Regions from separate parts of the Mus musculus genome. Here region 1 is linked to region 2. A link is a contact called in public Hi-C data. All regions are on one chromosome and are shown on one strand. The core of a region is the stretch at or near the end of the contact, and the rest is flanking DNA. Distances in the headings are between cores, read along the strand shown. Region 1 has its middle 51 kb from the start of Gm44812. Region 2 has its middle 3.9 kb from the start of Gm39032.

The links. A called contact is a pair of places that touch in the nucleus more often than the background predicts.
Region 1: a contact with region 2 is called in a Hi-C map of uterus, with 4 times the contacts expected there. The contact joins two enhancer-like sites. A contact is called at or near these places in 2 of 484 Hi-C or Micro-C datasets (nephron progenitors and uterus).

Annotation. Positions count from the first base shown.
Region 1 is chr7:70,455,943-70,461,196 of GRCm38.p6, forward strand. No RefSeq gene overlaps it. Among named protein-coding and RNA genes, the nearest start is that of Gm44812, 51 kb to the right of the region's middle. Within about 2 kb of position 3,834, at least 1 of the 459 cell types and tissues checked has an H3K27ac peak or open chromatin away from gene starts, as enhancers often do. A contact at or near this core is called in uterus, where this site is marked.
Region 2 is chr7:70,795,329-70,801,162 of GRCm38.p6, forward strand. No RefSeq gene overlaps it. Among named protein-coding and RNA genes, the nearest start is that of Gm39032, 3.9 kb to the right of the region's middle. Within about 2 kb of position 1,368, at least 8 of the 459 cell types and tissues checked have an H3K27ac peak or open chromatin away from gene starts, as enhancers often do. A contact at or near this core is called in uterus, where this site is marked.

The DNA.
Region 1 (5,254 bases), core at 2,584-5,083, 340 kb before region 2:
GATGGAGACTCATGATTGGTGAGATGGATTCTGAGATGTCATAGGGATGGTCACTCAATTTCATGCTTTAGTTTGAAGGAGTGTGCTTAAAATTCAAAACCTATTCTGATGGCTAGTACTAATTGTCAACCTGACAAAACCTAGATTTACATGGTAGAGAGCCTCTTGGTATACCCATAGTTTATTATCTTGATTGGATGAATTGAGAGGGTAAGGCACATCTAAATGGGTAGTACTATCCCTGGGCTGGGATCCCAGATTGTTTCACATGGAGAAAGGGAGCCAAGAATGCATTCAATGGTGGCTCTGTGCTTCTTTGTTCTTTATTATGTGACTAACTGCTGCAGGCTCTTGCCACTCCGACTTCTGACAATGATGGACTGAATCAGTCATCTCTGAGCAGACATAAACCTTCTCCTCCCTTAAGTTGCTTTCGTCAGAGTATGTTATCACAGAAACAGGAAAAGAAATCTAGGTACTTTTGTTAGGTAAGAGGACAACAGAAGAAAGTCAGTGGTAAATGCACATTCAGGATGAGGAAATCCTGTTTTCCAAGGTAGCTTACAGATGGACAGTCTATCATTCCTTAGTAGCTCTAGTGCTCATAGGCTGAGAGAGGTAGGAAAAGGGGAAGGGAGCGGAAGGGGTGGACAAATAAAGCCAAGGCTGTCTGATGGTCCTGTGCTATGGCAAGGAATCATTGAGTACACAGTCCATACTGTGCTGTCCCTGGGTACAAAAGAAAAGCAGTAATTCCAGGGAAGAGGAATCCAAGGAGGGGATTCTAATTTGGGGTGAGCAGGAAGGGCTTCAAGCTCAGGGCTCCACAACTGGCACTTGTTGTCTGGGGTGTGACTCCCAGTCTTGTTTCTTTCTCTACTCTGGGCAGTAAGAAGTCTTAGGATCAACATGAGGCTGGAATGAAGTCCACAGTCTGAAAGCCTCAGTTCATCACCATCATGTCTGAACTCTCTCTCTCTCTCTCTCTCTCTCTCTCTCTCTCTCTCTCTCTCTCTGTTTTTTTAAGACAGGGTTTCTCTATGTAACAGCCATGACAGTCCTGGAACTCAATCTATAGACTAGGCTGGCCTAGAACTTACAGAGATCCACCTGCCTCTGTCTCCCAAGCACTGAGATTAAAGGTGTGCACCACCATTCCTGGCTTTTTAAAAAAATTAAAAATTAAAAAAAATTTATATTATGTGTATTGGTATTTTGCCTGCATGTCTGTCTGGGTGAGGGTTTCATGTCCCCTGGAACTGGAGTTACAGACAGGTGTGAGATTCCATGTGGGTGCTAGGAATTGATGCCTGAACTCTTAATCTTTCAGACTCTGGTTACCTGAAAACATTTCCCCAGTTTTTTGTTTTTTGTTTTGTTTTGTTTGTTTGTTTTCATTTCTCACAGCACACAGTAAAGAAGTATTTATAACTTTATTTATTTGGGACTTGCTTCCCATGGATCCCTCAGAAGGTGTGATGCCCCTTCTTATTTAATCAGTTGAGAAGTTTCTGGGTTCCCAGAGGTTTGGCCCTGCAATGAAGTATACCATGCTTGCAACCAATGGGAACTTCATATCTAGGAGGGCAGAGATACACTTCAGGGCAACAAAGGACCACAGAGGACTCCCAACACTTCAGAGTCTCCAACAAATTATCAGAATGCAGTGGGACACACTTTGTAGTATCCATTTGCTGATTTATGGTTTTAACTATGGGTATAGGTTTATTGGGATGATGGCTTTGTCACCCTGATGTTGATAACTATCACCAAATACAATGAAGAAGAAAGTTTCCACCAAATGATGTCATCCACAAAGGCCTTGTGTTGTTGGGGAAAAAAAAAAAAAGATAAAATAAGCAGACAAAAACAAAGAGGACAGCGGGAGGAAGAAAAAATGATGTACTCCTCATTTTAGAAACGAAACCTTGGAAGAACATTGAAGATAAGAATCTGTTGGAAACTTCTGGGCTAAGAGGCTAAATGTAGTTATTCTTCTGTTTACATGAATACATCCTTCAGTACACACACACACACACACACACACACACACACACACACACACCACATTCTTTTTTTCCTCTCTTCTTCCTTTTTCTTCTTTTTGGTTGACCTACAAGATGGCCCAGCTGAGTGATTGGTTCTGGGATGAGGGGAGAGGCTGGTCACAGTAATTCACTGCTTCCTTGGCATGCTAGTTAATGTTCTGAGGAAAGAAGAGTTCCCGGTTCTAGAGTAGCCACACAAAGTCTGTAACTGATGAGAAGATCCTTACCCAGAAGGAACTCCATGGATAGAGCAAACAGAAGGGCACAGAGCAGAAAACCTGGGGAGCTGTCTCTAGGACACGGCTGAATACCTGGGTTCAGGCGTACCTAATGCAGGGAGGCTCCAGATTCCTCTTGGATAAAAACTAGTTTGTTTCTCCTTTTGGTTTTAGTTGGTTTGAGTTGACTTTTTATCACTTTCTAATGGAAGATTTATGAATAATATCCTATGCTAGGGACACAAACATAGACATACTATCATATGCATACAGCCATTAAACATTTAGAACATGCTTGCTTTATAGAAGGGATAGCCTCTGACAGCAAAAAACCATGAGAGCTACCTTTAGATTCTTTCAGATAAAGAAAATCAATCTCTGTGGAAAATTTAAGAATATTTGCCACATGGGGTAGCTGAGTTTGTATGTGTATATTCATATTTATGTATGTGTATGCATATGGTTAGATAATAAACTACATTTATTGATATAGGGGATATGCTTTGTTCAAATGACAAAAACTAATGTGGCCTTGTGTTAGGTTACAAGTATCCCATACTACCACCAGACGGAAGTAACTCATGAGTTCTCTGCCAGTATTTTTATTTGTGACCACATTTGTCCCATGTCCGGAGGAACCATTTCCATGGCCATGGGCTGATATCTCTGACCTTAAACAATTTGCTTAGCCTCTCAGTATTTTTCAGTTTTTATTGGTAACATGGAGATCATAATAGTAAATACTTCAACCAATTGTTATTAAGTAATAAACAAGGAAATACGTGGCAGGGACCTATCATAGGTGGCCGAGCACTGGTGATGGCTGTGATCAACCTTGGCATTGCTAGCTCTCTTCTTATGGAGGACTCTTCACTAGTACTGTGGAACCCTTGCATGCACACAGTGCTCCGTTTGCACATGTGGACAATTAAGCTACCAGTGCACACTGTCACACTCTCAAGTATTCAAATCACCCTTCTCCCTACTTGCAGGCCAATGAGACTGGGGAATGTTTTTGTCCCCTTCAACAACAACCTCCGAATCCAGTAGCACATATGAGTGCCTGGGAAACACATTTGTTTCTGCCGAAGAGTTAAAAAAAAGAAACCCATAAATGTGGTCTGGTCTTTTTGAATGCCTTTAATGAAGATGGGAAGCATCACAGTTTAAGACTCCGGTTACAGCTGTTATCCTCGTGAGCAGACCTAATTACAGGAGATGGAAGGGTTTTTTGACAAGTTTCTCTCTAACTTCATATATCTCTCGAACTCAGAAAAAGAAAAGCCTGAAGCTATCGCAGTTTCCTATGACACTGGTTACTTAAAAATACTTTTTAAAAATGAAAGACAATGTGTTCATACACAGAATGATGTCTCCGAAACATCTAAAGTTTTCTTTATCTTTTTTTTTCTTCTTCATGAAACCATGTTTTTCAAATGCTAAAAATATCTATAGGAAGATCTTCCCTTGCACAGGAAAATTCTTTTGGATTAACAACTAAGCAGTCCTTAATAGCAGCATGTGACTCTTTACAATCTTGTATGGAACCAGAAAAGGACTTGACTTGCTAGTTTCTCAAGGTTTGCTGGCAGTGTATCTGTAAACATTAGATCTCTGTGTTGTTTTATTCAGTCCTGGGAAAATGTGCTTTTATCAAGTGCTCTGGAATGGGGATGGCATTAGAAAGCAGATTTCTATCATTTTACAGGTGAAACTTTTAAACATTTTTTTCATAGAAAAAAAAACCAAAACAAACCAAAACAAACCAAAACCAACCAACCAACCAAACAAACAAACAAAAAACCCCAAATACAAAGTACAGGAAACCAAGCTTCTTCCATTAAAACTCAGATTTTGTTGCCCAGAAACTGGAAGATTCTCAGTCTGAATTTTTTTTCTTCTCTTTAAGATTCTATCACTCACTTCTGATGTTTTAACATTAAACAAACAAAGTTCTTCATTTTACATTGTTGATCGACAGATTTCCCCACCATTGTTGTATGGAGAATATTTATTTCTTTATTGTTCACTAGACTTTAAGACAACTTCCAAAGCTTCAGTTGATAGTCTAACAACCATAGATCCCGGGCATTATATAAAGAAGAACTGTGGGTTTTAGGTTTGTAAATATCAAATACATTTTTTAAAATGGGGATGTGTGTTGCTGGTGAGATGGCATATTGAATAAAAGTACTTGCTACCAAGCCTGCCCACCTGTTTGACATAAGATTCCCTGGGATCTATGAGGTGGAATGAGAAAATCAGGTCCTGCAAGTTGTTCCCTCACCTGTCTATGTGCAACATGGCATACGTGTCCTGCCCTCTCTAAATAGATGTCGAACAATTTTTTAAGTAAACAAAAGATAAGGAGTTAACTTTTATTAGTGTCTAGGAAGTGTTCTGTGTGACTTAGGTACCACTAGAAGGTGTGTTAGAATACTCTTCATTTGTTGACATGTGGAAGTGTTGGTAGACTAGTTCTAGAGAAAGGAGCCTTGGGGAAGGCTATCCTCCTGAGCTTCTTAGATTTCCCTTTTTAGTTTGAAGATAGGGTCTCTTATATTGTAGGCTGGCCTCAAAGTCATTGTTATAACCACAGATGACTTTGTTCTTTTCGCCTCAACTCTTGGAGTACTGGGATTATAGGCCTACATCACCACGTCTTGTTTTATGTGACGCTGGGCATCTGATCTAGGTCCTAGTATATACTGGGGAAACCTTCCATTGACTGGGCGACATCCCTCACCTCTCCGAGAACATTTGTGACTTCCAAGCAATTCTCCAGAGTGAAGCTCAAACTTTGAATTTAGGTTCAGTAGATGTTGTGCAATGAGAAGTATTAACACACTCAAAACACTAAGTTCACCTGGGTAATGCCTTTCACCCCATAGATCTACCTGCCCATTCTGCTCATGCATCTGTCTTTCCCATCATCCTCCTGGCCTCTGCTAGACGTGATCATTTGTCGTCTGTTGTTTTTATGGGTGA
Region 2 (5,834 bases), core at 118-2,617:
CAAGTCAAGTAAGTACTGGCTTTGACAAATCAAATATATATTAAGTTTCCACATCTACAGATCAATATGGCTATACTAATACTGAAGAATTGCTTGGCAAATATCTGAGCCCATGGAAGTAAACAAGTTTACTGAAATGTCTAATATGAATGGGTATGCATTGAGACAAAAGGGAAAAAGTACAGAGCAAGATTTTGGAAATCTGTTGGTAGTGGATGGATTCCAGGATTGAGGGGAACAGTTAAAAGCTATAGTCACTCCACTGGGATCTATTTTCTAGGCGATCATAGACAATGCCAACATCTTTCTGAACTTCTCAATATAAGAAGTTGGTCATGTCATTTTCCTCTGAAATGTGTGATATGTTCCATCCCCCTCTCTCAGAGTCTGTCCTTGTTTTTGTTTTTGTCTCTTTTTTAAAATATTGTCATTAGAATCAGTTTCTAACCACATTAATGATGTCACAAGAACAACTGAAGGAATTTGAGAGGGGCGAGCCTTGGATTCTCCTCCAGTCTCTAAAGATATCAAAAGGAATTGATGAGCGGCATACTGCCCAAAACATATCAGCTTCACATCTCCTGCCATTAGATATCTAAACACGCCTCTCTTCATTGCTTCCACAGTGAGTTCAGTGCGTGCACACACACACACACACACACACACACACACACACACACACACACACACACACACACACACACTCCTCTGTACTTCAGGTCAACAGATCTAATTCTTCTATTTTTTTTTCAGACTTCCTGCCTGTACCGTGTAAATCTCGATGCTAAACACCTGGCAGGCTCCGTCTTGAATATGAAAGCGTACACCCTTGTGTGCAGAACACTCAGCCAATTTACGACTGCCCCTGCAAGTGGGAAACGGGTCCCGCCACAAATCTCTCTCCTTCCTCTTCAGTTTGATAAACTCTTGGCTCCTTTGTCAGGTCAGACCCTCTCTTGGACTTGTGATTGAAAAAAAACGTACAAATGGATTCTCAGTCACCACTCAACAGAGCCAGTTGACAGAGCTCCATGGAATCCTTCTGCAGGGAGGCAGGCTTTTAACTTGATTGATGAAATTATATCTAAATCTAGTAGATTTGGGACTTCAAAGACATTTTTCCCTACTTAGGGCATCCCGGATGAAGGGTGTATGCTATTTGTTCCAAACTCCCAGGCTCAAGTGGTTCGCAAATTGACCCCTTTGTAATAGGGTAAAGGTTTCTTGCTAGATAACAGTGGTTCATTTTGATTAATTATGTCAGGGAATTAATGTATGATTACTAACTTTTAGCAGACCCTGCTCCTTCTGACCCCAGCTGCTTGTGTGTGTGGCTGGTTGTAATTTTCGACCGATGGGTTAGGAGAGGTCACTGTGTGGTCAGCATATTTTAAACAAAGGAAGAGAAAGAGGAGGAGAGGCCTCCAAATGGACTGGACACTAGTTCACAGCCGTGACAGAGAAGGCCTGTTAAGTGTTTTAACAGTAGGTTTTTATATATTTACTCTTGGTAAGAAAAGCTGGTTGAGCCAGAAATGGAGAGGAACCTGGGAAGATGTAGTGAATAATTAAATAGTAAAATGTTAGTCCATAAATGTCACTGTGTACCGATTTCAATCGTCTAGGAGCTTGTTAAAGACAAAATGGTGAAGTAAGAGTGTTGGTTTGGGGCAGGCCAGGAGAATTGAGATGAAAGGGTGTTTTTTTGTTGTTGTTGTTGTTGTTGTTTTTTTGTTTTTTGTTTTTTTTAATAATATGATTTTTCTAGGAGGTGGTATGGGGTTTCAATAGTTATTTTTAGATTCAGTGCTAACTGTTTAGAAGAAAGATAATGCAAACTAAGCTGGTGCCCTTTTAATTATTTTTATTTTCTGTGTTTATATCCAGTATGTGATAACCCTTCTGCTGGAGTGCTCCTATCCTTAAGTGTGAACTAAGAATTTCACAGACCACACAGTCTGCCCATTCCACGAAATCTGTTCTCAGTGCCCATTGATTTCTGAGATGAGCTGAGATATCTTGGTCTTTTGTCTCCATGAACATAAACATGTTTATCACAAGAATTAGGTTTGCAGGGTTCTGAGAGAACATTGCTAAGGCTTGTTTTGGAAAGCTAACTTTCTTTCAACATTCAACTGTGAGGTTTCCTCTCCACAAATGCTATGGATGATATCAATCGTTTGCTGATTGTGACTTCATTGAAATACAAAAAAGTTCCAAGGGAGAAAGAAAAGAAGAGGCCATTATAGGATAAACAGAAGTAAGTGTGTGTGTGTGTTTGTATGTCATGTGTCTGTGTGAATGTCTGTGTGTCTGTGTGCAGATTATTATTAAAGTAACAGAGAATTGGAAGTGGCATAATTATGCAAAAAAGTTGGCTTGTACTGGGATGATGAAACCAATACTCTTGGGTTTCTAAATAAAGGCTGCATGTCATGGACCTGGGGAGAGAGAGAGAGAGAGAGAGAGAGAGAGAGAGAGAGAGAGAGAGAGAGAGAGAGGGAGAGGGGGGGGGAGGAGAGTATATTACAAAGGAAAGTGTTACATGATACCACATTCAACTTTTAAACATTATAAAGCCCCCTTTCTCTAAGGTGGTTCAGAAATAAATTGTGTTTTAGCATTCAGATTTTGTTAGCTCTGTCCAGAAGGATGCGAGAGAGGCACTGGGCTGACCATGGCTGATCACCCAGAGCCTTTATGGGCAACATAATCACAATTACTGTATTTCAAACAAGCCCCTTTCAAAAATTAGAGGTGTTGATGACTTTAATGGGCATATAGACCATTTGTCTGTTCCATTATTGCAATTACTGTCTGGTTTGGTATCTTCTCTCTGACAGTGGCTAATGCTGTATACTTCAAAGGAAGATACAAACCCTCAATAATGCATTTATGGTCCAATTCACATTCAGCTCTTCATGTCCCCGCCATGGTCACCCCAACTACTTCTATAGTCACAAGTGCCTGTGGACCTGCACATGACAAATACACACTGCTATGGAGGAAGGCTTTATTGAAGAAATATCTTTGCACTGAACCTATAGAATTGGTCCTTTAGAAATAGGCAATGTGAGAAAAGAATGACAGGAACAGTCTAGGTGTTTAAGTCGTAGAGAGAAAGAGGCAGGGCTACCTCCCTTAGTCCTCTTATTGAAGCCCAACTATCTCACATCATCTGGACATCTTAGGATAAAAGGAAACCTTCCTTGGAAACACCTGCAGCATTTTTTTAAGGGATTTAAAACACAAATCCATTGGAAAATTGTCTTCTCTCACAACCCAACCTCTTACTTTTCTGTGCATGTAGTTGTGGAAATAGGTAGACAATATATGTTGAATACCACACATATGTATTTTAAAATATCTCTAAGTTATATATGTATGGATCATATCCCATATTCATATCCTAATTATCTCAATACATTTCCTCATGCCTTGTGTTACAGAAGACATGATCTTTACTCTTATTTTAAGATGGTGAGATGCAATATGGCATGGTACACCTGCACACATCTAAAAGACAGCAACCAGAGGAAAGGGCTTTGGGAGGACACATGTCTCTATGCTTGTGTGCTGGTTTCCATTCAGATTTCCTGAAGAACAGGGCTGATTTACCAACAGCCAGGATGTTCAGTGGCTCTGTCACTCATATTCTCTTATTGTCCAGACAAGTGTGACTACTGCTCTTCACCAGGTCTTACCAGGGTCACAGCAAACATTCTGGTGTCATCCCAAGACCTCAAAGTCTATAGGGTTTTGAAAAAAAAATTTGACCAGAAAAGAATCAAAAAGGAAAAAAAATTAACAAAAAGAGCCTAGCATTTTGAAGAAGCTGTTGACTACGACTCATTTCATAACTCTGGAATGAATGGAATTGGGCCAAGGTCATGTTGACAGCTGCCTCGGGTGCTAAGGTGAAGCTGTTCATTCGCACTCCAGTGGAACCGGCCAATGGATTTGTTTAGCTTCCAATTGCTGTCTCTGTCTTTTAGGTCTCCATGACAGCATTGATATCTTATGGGTATCTAGAGCTACCTGAAGAAAGGGGAGTTAGAAACCTCTCCTGGGAGACAGGGGAACTATAGGTTGTCTGATCATTTTTGGTTCCCTTGACCCTGTTCCTGAAACTTGGGCAAACTTTAGCTTTCCAAACGAAAGCTTTAGGAACACCAGGACAAATCAATTCAGTAGATATGGGCAGAGCTCCCAGAAGCCATTCTAGTCTGTGGAATCTGGACTTTTACTCTACAAGAGCTGGAATGGTTGTCAGTGATGGGCAGTATTCCATCTCTGAAGGAGCTGCTTACAATGATCATAGGAAGGAGCTACTTCATAGCCCATGTGCAGGCTGATTTCCATTAGCTGTGCTGACTAAGAGCCTACTGTTGGCAAAACTAAGATCGCTGCATATTTTTTTTTTAAATCTTAAGCTAGAAATTGCAAAGCAAACTCTAATAAGCCTCCCAACCCAAAGTAAACTGTTTACCAAATGTCACGAACCATTAAGAGATGGACTGGTTAACTCGTCTGAGCAGGCTACAGGGAATGTTTCAAAGAACTGGAAAAAGAGCAACACTCTACAACTCAAGGCACAGAAAGGTCTTCAATGGAATTTTAAAAGAGAACAATACTTTGGAATTTTTTGTTGTTGTTTTTTAAGTTCAGAGGTGACCTTTCAATAGGACTTTGAAAGCAAGCTGAAGAAAGATGGACATAGAAATGTTCTTTGTAATCACCAGCAAAATCTATCACACATGTTCTTTCAAGTTAAGGTTTATTGGAAAGAAACTGCTACTAGAGAACCACATGTTAACTCTGACTCGCCAAGGTCAGGCCAGGGTAATAAACCCTTGAACCTTACAAATATGCAAAGCTTACATAAATAACAAATTAAACTCAGCCAGGTAGAACACTTTGACCAGTGGATATGAGACAGATACCAACCCCAAGGACCTACAGCCTCTTGATTAGGAAGCAACACTGGTCCTTATCCTCTTTGTTCACTGGCCATTATTTTTGCATCTGTGAGGTGCTTTGTTCTGCCCTGCTGAGGAGAAGCCTAATAAAATGGTTCTACTAAGTTCTACTAAGTTCAACATCACCATCTTATAGCTCATGGCTTGTTGCTGTGGTACATTGAGCTAATGACTTAGTATATCTTTATATGGGATTATAAAACTTTGTTCTACGGGTGAAATTGATGCAAAGTACTTTGAGTTTTAAAACTACTTCTGTCTTTGTGTGTGTGTGTGCTTGCATGCTCGTATACATGTGCATAGGTACATATGTGAGTGTGGTTGTAAGTGCATGTGTGCGGAAGTGGATATGGATGTGTGCACCTCTATAATCAACCTCACAGAGTCCAGAAGAAGATGTCAGCCACCTTGCTATATCACTATTTGCCATATTCCTTTGAGGCCGGATCTCATTGCACCATAAGCAGGGCTGGAGCCAGCGAGTCCCAAGGAGTCTTCCTCCTTTGCTTTCATGTTGGGGACATTACCTAAGTGCATGCAGACATATCTGACTATATGGATAATGGGATCTAAATTCAGATCTTCATGTTTGCACAGCAAGCACCTTTACCTATTGAGTCAATTTCTAAATGAAAAAAAAAAATTGTGGTATCTTTCAGGAAGAAGTTGGGAAGATGGAATATTTGGAAAGTTACTTGATTCTAACCTATTATACAAAAAGAAAGTGGGCAGCTACAAAAAGAGAGGCTGCTCCATTTTAATTTCCAAGGAAGGCATCTTTGTATGATTTTATTATGAAAGTGTCAAAGAGATGCAGAGGGCGAGGAAGAAGGAAAGGGACTTAACAATCTCATA